Linked DNA regions of Rattus norvegicus: region 1 is linked to region 2. The links are chromatin contacts, called in public Hi-C maps. All regions are on one chromosome and are shown on one strand. Each heading gives the region's core, a stretch centred on a gene start, on an enhancer-like site or on the middle of the called end of the contact. The rest is flanking DNA. Distances are from core to core; before and after follow the strand shown. Region 1 overlaps Sorbs3 (sorbin and SH3 domain containing 3). Region 2 holds the start of C15h8orf58 (similar to human chromosome 8 open reading frame 58).

Region 1 (2,903 bases), core at 91-2,590, 35 kb after region 2:
CTGATGACAAAGGCTACAGGTCAGTAATGGCTGTGCTGGTGAACTGAATTCTACCCCATATAGGCACATACAGCTGGTGTACTTTACCACCAAGCAGAGTTCCAGGTCCCCAAGGTGTAGCAGAGCACCCCTGAATACTCAGGCCAGGATTTCTTCCTTTCCCTCTCTGGAGAGCACGTCTGAGCCACAGTCTGATAGAAAACTGGGTTCACTCATGCTATAGGTTTTCCTCTCAGTTTTTATATATAAGTACACTGTAGCTGTCTTCAGACACACCAGAAGAGGGCATCGGGTCTCCTTACAGATGGTTGTGAGCCACCATGTGGTTGCTGGGAATTGAACTCAGGACCTCTGGAAGAGCAGTCGGGTGCTCTTAACCGCTGAGCCATCTCTCCAGCCCTCCTCTCAGTTTTTAAAGTGGAAGGGCCACATGTCCAAGCTGCCCTTAACAGTTTCCATCCCTAGTGCCCTGGACACATATCACTTATGGTCTTTGGATCTGTGAGGGTCTGGCTTTTGATGCACAAGAGGAGTGGTTCTGTCCCTGGCTATCTTTGAGCCTGGTGAGCTGGAGCATCTGCAGCTATGGAGCCCCTCTGAGCCCCTCTAGAGCCCAGTGGAATAATAGACCCTTTCCTGTCCGCTCCCAGGTTGTGCCAGGTTTGGCCACAAGAGGACACTAGTCTCTGTATTGCCTTGGCCATAGCTCACCCGCTCGAAGTCCCAGTTGTGCCAGGCCTGGAGGCAGGTCTTTGTTGGGGCCCTGGATGCCTGGGGTCTGCAGAAGAGGCACGTGAGGAAACCACTGGAGATGAATGAAGACAGACAAAGACAAGTGTTAGGCAGTTATTTTAAGCTTTGCCATTCTAACACCTGGATAACAGGTTCACAGGGACAGACATGGGCACTGTCTCAAGAGATTTGTAACACAAACTCTTCAAAACAGCTTTGGAACAGGTGGTATGCCCATTTCACAGATAAGAAAAGAGAGGCCCAGAGAAACCTGGTCAACAGATGGCGAAACAAGGGCTCTTTGGACAGTGAAGGTAGCCTTAGTCATTGCCTACCAGGGGACTTAGTGTTCCCAGATGTGCTCCTTAAGATTCTCTTGCATTGAATCATACCACCCAGGAAGACACCCAAATCCAGGCCACACGTCTCCAGACTCCAACTAATGAACCCACACTTCTCACCTTTGGGTGGGTCTTCCAAGGTCCAGTCCAGCTGCAGGTCTGGGGAACAGAAAGGACTCGGTCACCAACGGAACACAGAGTGGAGGACAGGGTGCTCTAGGAACCTGCCTAGCCACTCCCAGCCTCCCTTCTGCCTGGAGCAAGGGCTGAGGGCTGAGTCAGGGCCTGAAGAATGTCCTGAGGGAGGGAAGGAATTAGGAAGGCAGCCCTTGGGAGGGCTTGAAATGCCTGCCTCTGGCAGCCTTTAGCCCCGAGAGCCAAATGGGCGGCAACCACACTCTCTAGGTTCTCCTGCTTATTCACACACACTGACCCTCTCCTGACCTCTGTAGGCTTGCCCTGGCCATGCCAGCCCCTTTCTCTTTCCCTTCTCCAACTGGAATGCCTAATTTCTCCCTTTGCCCAGTCCCATTCCTCTCAGTGTTCAGGATTTTCAGGGGGTGAGATGGAGACGATGGTTCTAACACCCAAATACTGTTCTCAGGAGCCTGCCTTCACCTCCCTCTGCTGCTGGGTGACTGCTTTTCTCACAGCAACCATACTACCCTATCTCTAGCCCTCAGTCCTCTTTCCTGGTAGGCCTGCTGCCCACCACTGCTGCCCCAACCACCACGCCCAGGGGAATCAGGACCTCCATAGCACCCAGCCTTATGGTCTTGACTTATCATCTTATGATCATCTAGCTTGACTCAGTGGTAACATTTGTCACAGCTCTTCCTTCTGAAACTCCGTTTTCTTATCTGGACACAGGGAGACTATTTGGTTCTCCTTGTCTCTTTTTGGAAGCATCTCTAGTCTCTCGGCTGCTTTCCTCACCTGGGCGGGGATTCTCCGAACCCACATGCTCAGGGGGCTCAGTTGTAAAGACTGTTTCTCCATCTCCCTGTGTGATCTTGGCTAGTCTCAAAGTTTTTCAAATACATTCAGCCTTGTTTCCACAGGGTCTACATCCATGGATTCAACCAGGCCCACTTTGAAAATATGTCACATCTGTACTGCACATGTACACGGACTGTTTCTTGTCATTATTCCCTAAGCAGCACAATACAGTGTACATATAGCTACTAACTCAGCATTTACTTTGTATTAAATATAAGTAATCTGGGGGACGCTATAAGATTTATGAGAGGATGTCTACAGGTATGTGTGAATATGACTACTTATACCTAAATTTATCGTACTTTTACATTTATTTTATATATTATGTGTGCGTGTGTCTGTGAACAACATGTATAACCAGTTTCCCATGGAGGCCAAAAGAGGGTGCCAGATCCACTGGAACGGGAGTTACAGAGTTGTGGGCTGCCATGCAGGGGCTGGGACTTGAACCTTTGTCTTCTAGAAGAGCAGCCACCTAACCCTGCAGCCCCTTCAGGGTTTTTTTGTTTTATCTGTTCATGTTTTAGAAATGTTTCGTGTGTGTGTGTGTGTGTGTGTGTGTGTGTGTGTGTGTGTGTGTGTATGTGAACACATGTGTGCCACAGCATGTGAGGGTCAGAGGACAAGTTACAAACATCAGTCCTCTCCTTCCACAATGTGGGTTTTGAAGAGTGCCAGGCTTGGAAGCCTTCACCCACTGAGTCATAGGACCTCACATCACGCCTAAGTTATCTTAGAACTCACGGTAATCTTCCTGCCTCAGCTTCCTGAGTAAGCCACCACCGTGGGGCCCTATATCCGTGGCTTTGGATATGGCATTTTATACAAGGG
Region 2 (2,711 bases), core at 172-2,671:
TGCTTGGAAGATAAGTCTAGATGGTGTTCTTATAACAATTGTTGACCGCCAACAGAAACCTACACTTTGAGCCTGTGGTAGGCAAGGTCCTTGCAAGTCGTGACAATCAGTGATGCAGATAGCTTAACAGACCCTTAACTAAGGTTCAGCTGAAACAATCAAGTCTAAGAGCCTCAGACTTCTTGGATATGGGAAAGAGAAAGAACAAGGTGAAGGCCGGAGCTACACAGTGCTCTCTGGAGTCCCTGGTACACCAGGAAACAGGATGAGGTATCTGCTGGAATTTATGAGGACACTAGAAAAATGACAACAGCTGGGGCTGGGATATGACAATGTGAGAGCTTTCAGAGCATGCACAAGGCACCAGGTCCCATCCTCACTGCAAAACAAAAAGCAGCAGCAGACACAAAAATAATAGCAATTATAATCATTTAGGGTAATTTTGTCTTTTTAAGCAAGGAAGGAGGATCATGTGACAAATGGGGGAAATTTTTGGAGTTGGATCAATGGTTCAGTATTTTAAAATACTGACTGCTTTTCCAGAAGATGGGTAATGGGTTCCCAACACCTACATGGATGTTCTTAAGTCCATTTCCAAGGGATCTGAGCCCCTCTTTTGACTTCCCTGGCCAGTCCACACCGGTAAAACAAACAAAAGACCAAATTTTAAATACAACAACAAAAATCTTTAAATATAAATTAAGTAAAACAAGGAAACTGATTTTTGGTTTAGTTTGTTTCTGAAATAGTGTTTTACTCTGTATCCTAAACTGCGCTGGAACTCCCAATATTCCTCCTGCCTCAGCCTCCCAAGTGCTGGGATTATAGGCACGAATCCCCACGCCCCCTTGTCTAGCATTCATTTATTACCACGTTTGTGCCAGGGGTTATTATGGTCTGGGTGGTCTACAGGAATCAGGCAGAAGCTTGGGCTGCTTTGGTGGGAAGAGGATGCCAGCCGGTCCCCTCTGGATCAGAAAGTGTACCAGGAAGCCTATGCCCGCCAACCATCCCCGAGAATGAGTTTGTGGCCACCAAAGGACTGCTGGCTGGGGCAAGGATATCGGAATCACCCAACCTCACATAGAAGCTTCCACAACTGGGATTAGGGGGAAGGAGACCACAGACCAATAGGATAAGGGTGGTGGGTGATTGACCGCAAATCCCGGAGGATCTGCACTGTGTATGGCGTCCCAAGCCTATTCACTCTACTCCTTCAAAGCAAGGAAACGAGGGGGTGCGGCCGGTGGACGTCGCTCGAGCGGGTCTGGAGAATGGGTAGGAGGCAACGCGACTCACCCCGGCCGCCAAGTTGCTCCACCGCAAAGACGCGGCGACGGCTCAGCATGGCGTGTTTCAGACGCGGAAACCACTGCAACAGCACCGGAGTGATCCCGGGCGTCCTCCAAGTCCCTAGTTGCGCTCAAGCAGCTCAACCCGCCGGTCCCTGCCCAGCTGGGCGTGGTCCCGAGACACTCCCCGCGGGGGGCGGGCCGGGGCGGGGCGCGGCACGCAGGTGGAGGGCGCTGACCCAAGCAACGTCAGTCTGGAAACTGCGTTCCCTAGGCATCTTATCCCCCTAGACCTAGCAGCAGAAGTACCCCAATTCAGTCTCTCAATTCAGTGCTCTTGGAGGAGAGTGTACCCACTCAAGGACTATAGCGGGCTGGCTGAGCGGGGTACACACACACACACACACACACACACACACACACACACACACACACAGCTCGCGTTGCTCATGTTCCTGCTGCTGCAGCTTGGAACCTGACTAATGCTGCAGAGCTGCACTCACAACAGCCCGGAAGGAAATGGAACCCCACAGTGCTGGCGGAGGGAAGAAGGCAGATTAAGAGTGTATCCGGCCTCACAGCTGTATGACTTGAGGGCAGGACCCTCAGAAAGGGGAAAGGGTTCTGTGCCCTCGGAAAACCTACCGAGTACTCACTGCAAGGCACTTGTGTCCAGAGCTACTTATGAACCCCTTACCCAGCCCAAACCTCTTGTCTTATCTGGGTCTGCAGTGTGTGAGCAAGAGGTGAACCACAGCCTGGAGGCTAAGCAGAAGTTTAAATGTTTCCCTGACCCCAGCGGCCACCACCCTTGGCCTGGTCCCACTCCACCTCAACCCCATTATAAAAGGAGCCCAGGCAGCAGCTGATGGTCAACTACCAGATGGTACTGGGGCTTCTAGGGAAACATCCCCTTTCTCAGAAGCCAATAAGGACTGGAAAATCTCAGCTGGCCTCAAACACCCTAGAGGCAGATAAGGGTGACTGGAAGTCAGTGGAAGTCTTCCGCCACTCTCCTTGCTTCTTCCTAGATTCCATCCCCAAAAGCTCTCCACTGGTTTCTCTGTCAGAGAGCCACCAACAATCAAATATTAGTACTATAAAGTTGGGAAACTGAGCTCCCTCCTTCCCCCTCCCCCGGCTCAGATGCAAGATGAGAGCTGGAGTTGCGGTCCTCTGTCATCTTCAGAACCTTGATGTTTAGGTCAAGCCCTTTTCCTGCAGCGTGAGTTCCCAGGGTTGCTGGCTGCCTCACCCCACCCCCATCCCTGTCCTTTAAACACGAGGGAAACAGGATGCTGGGCCTGGCTGTACTGCCTTCTCCAAGTCCAAGAAGATCAAGGGAAGCAAGCTTCCCAGCCAAGCCAGGCGGCTCCCGCCCCCAAGGTGAAACTGTGGGGAAGTAAAACAGGATGATCC

Evidence for each region. Hi-C and Micro-C count contacts between places; a contact is called where the count stands out from the background.
Region 1: a contact with region 2 is called in a Hi-C map of Schwann cells, with 2.8 times the contacts expected there. The contact joins the enhancer-like site here to the promoter of C15h8orf58 in region 2. A contact is called at or near these places in 5 of 12 Hi-C or Micro-C datasets (the A7r5 cell line, Schwann cells, liver and 1 more).

The regions. Positions count from the first base shown.
Region 1 is chr15:51,676,486-51,679,388 of GRCr8, forward strand. It overlaps Sorbs3 (sorbin and SH3 domain containing 3), which reads right to left. Exons shown (of 22, transcript NM_001005762.1): 7 at 1,194-1,232; 8 at 712-805. Among named protein-coding and RNA genes, the nearest start is that of Sorbs3, 17 kb to the right of the region's middle. Within about 2 kb of position 1,341, at least 12 of the 93 cell types and tissues checked have an H3K27ac peak or open chromatin away from gene starts, as enhancers often do. A contact at or near this core is called in the A7r5 cell line and Schwann cells, where this site is marked.
Region 2 is chr15:51,641,553-51,644,263 of GRCr8, forward strand. It overlaps C15h8orf58 (similar to human chromosome 8 open reading frame 58), which reads right to left and starts at 1,422. Exons shown (of 7, transcript NM_001134571.3): 1 at 1,300-1,422. The coding sequence starts at 1,348.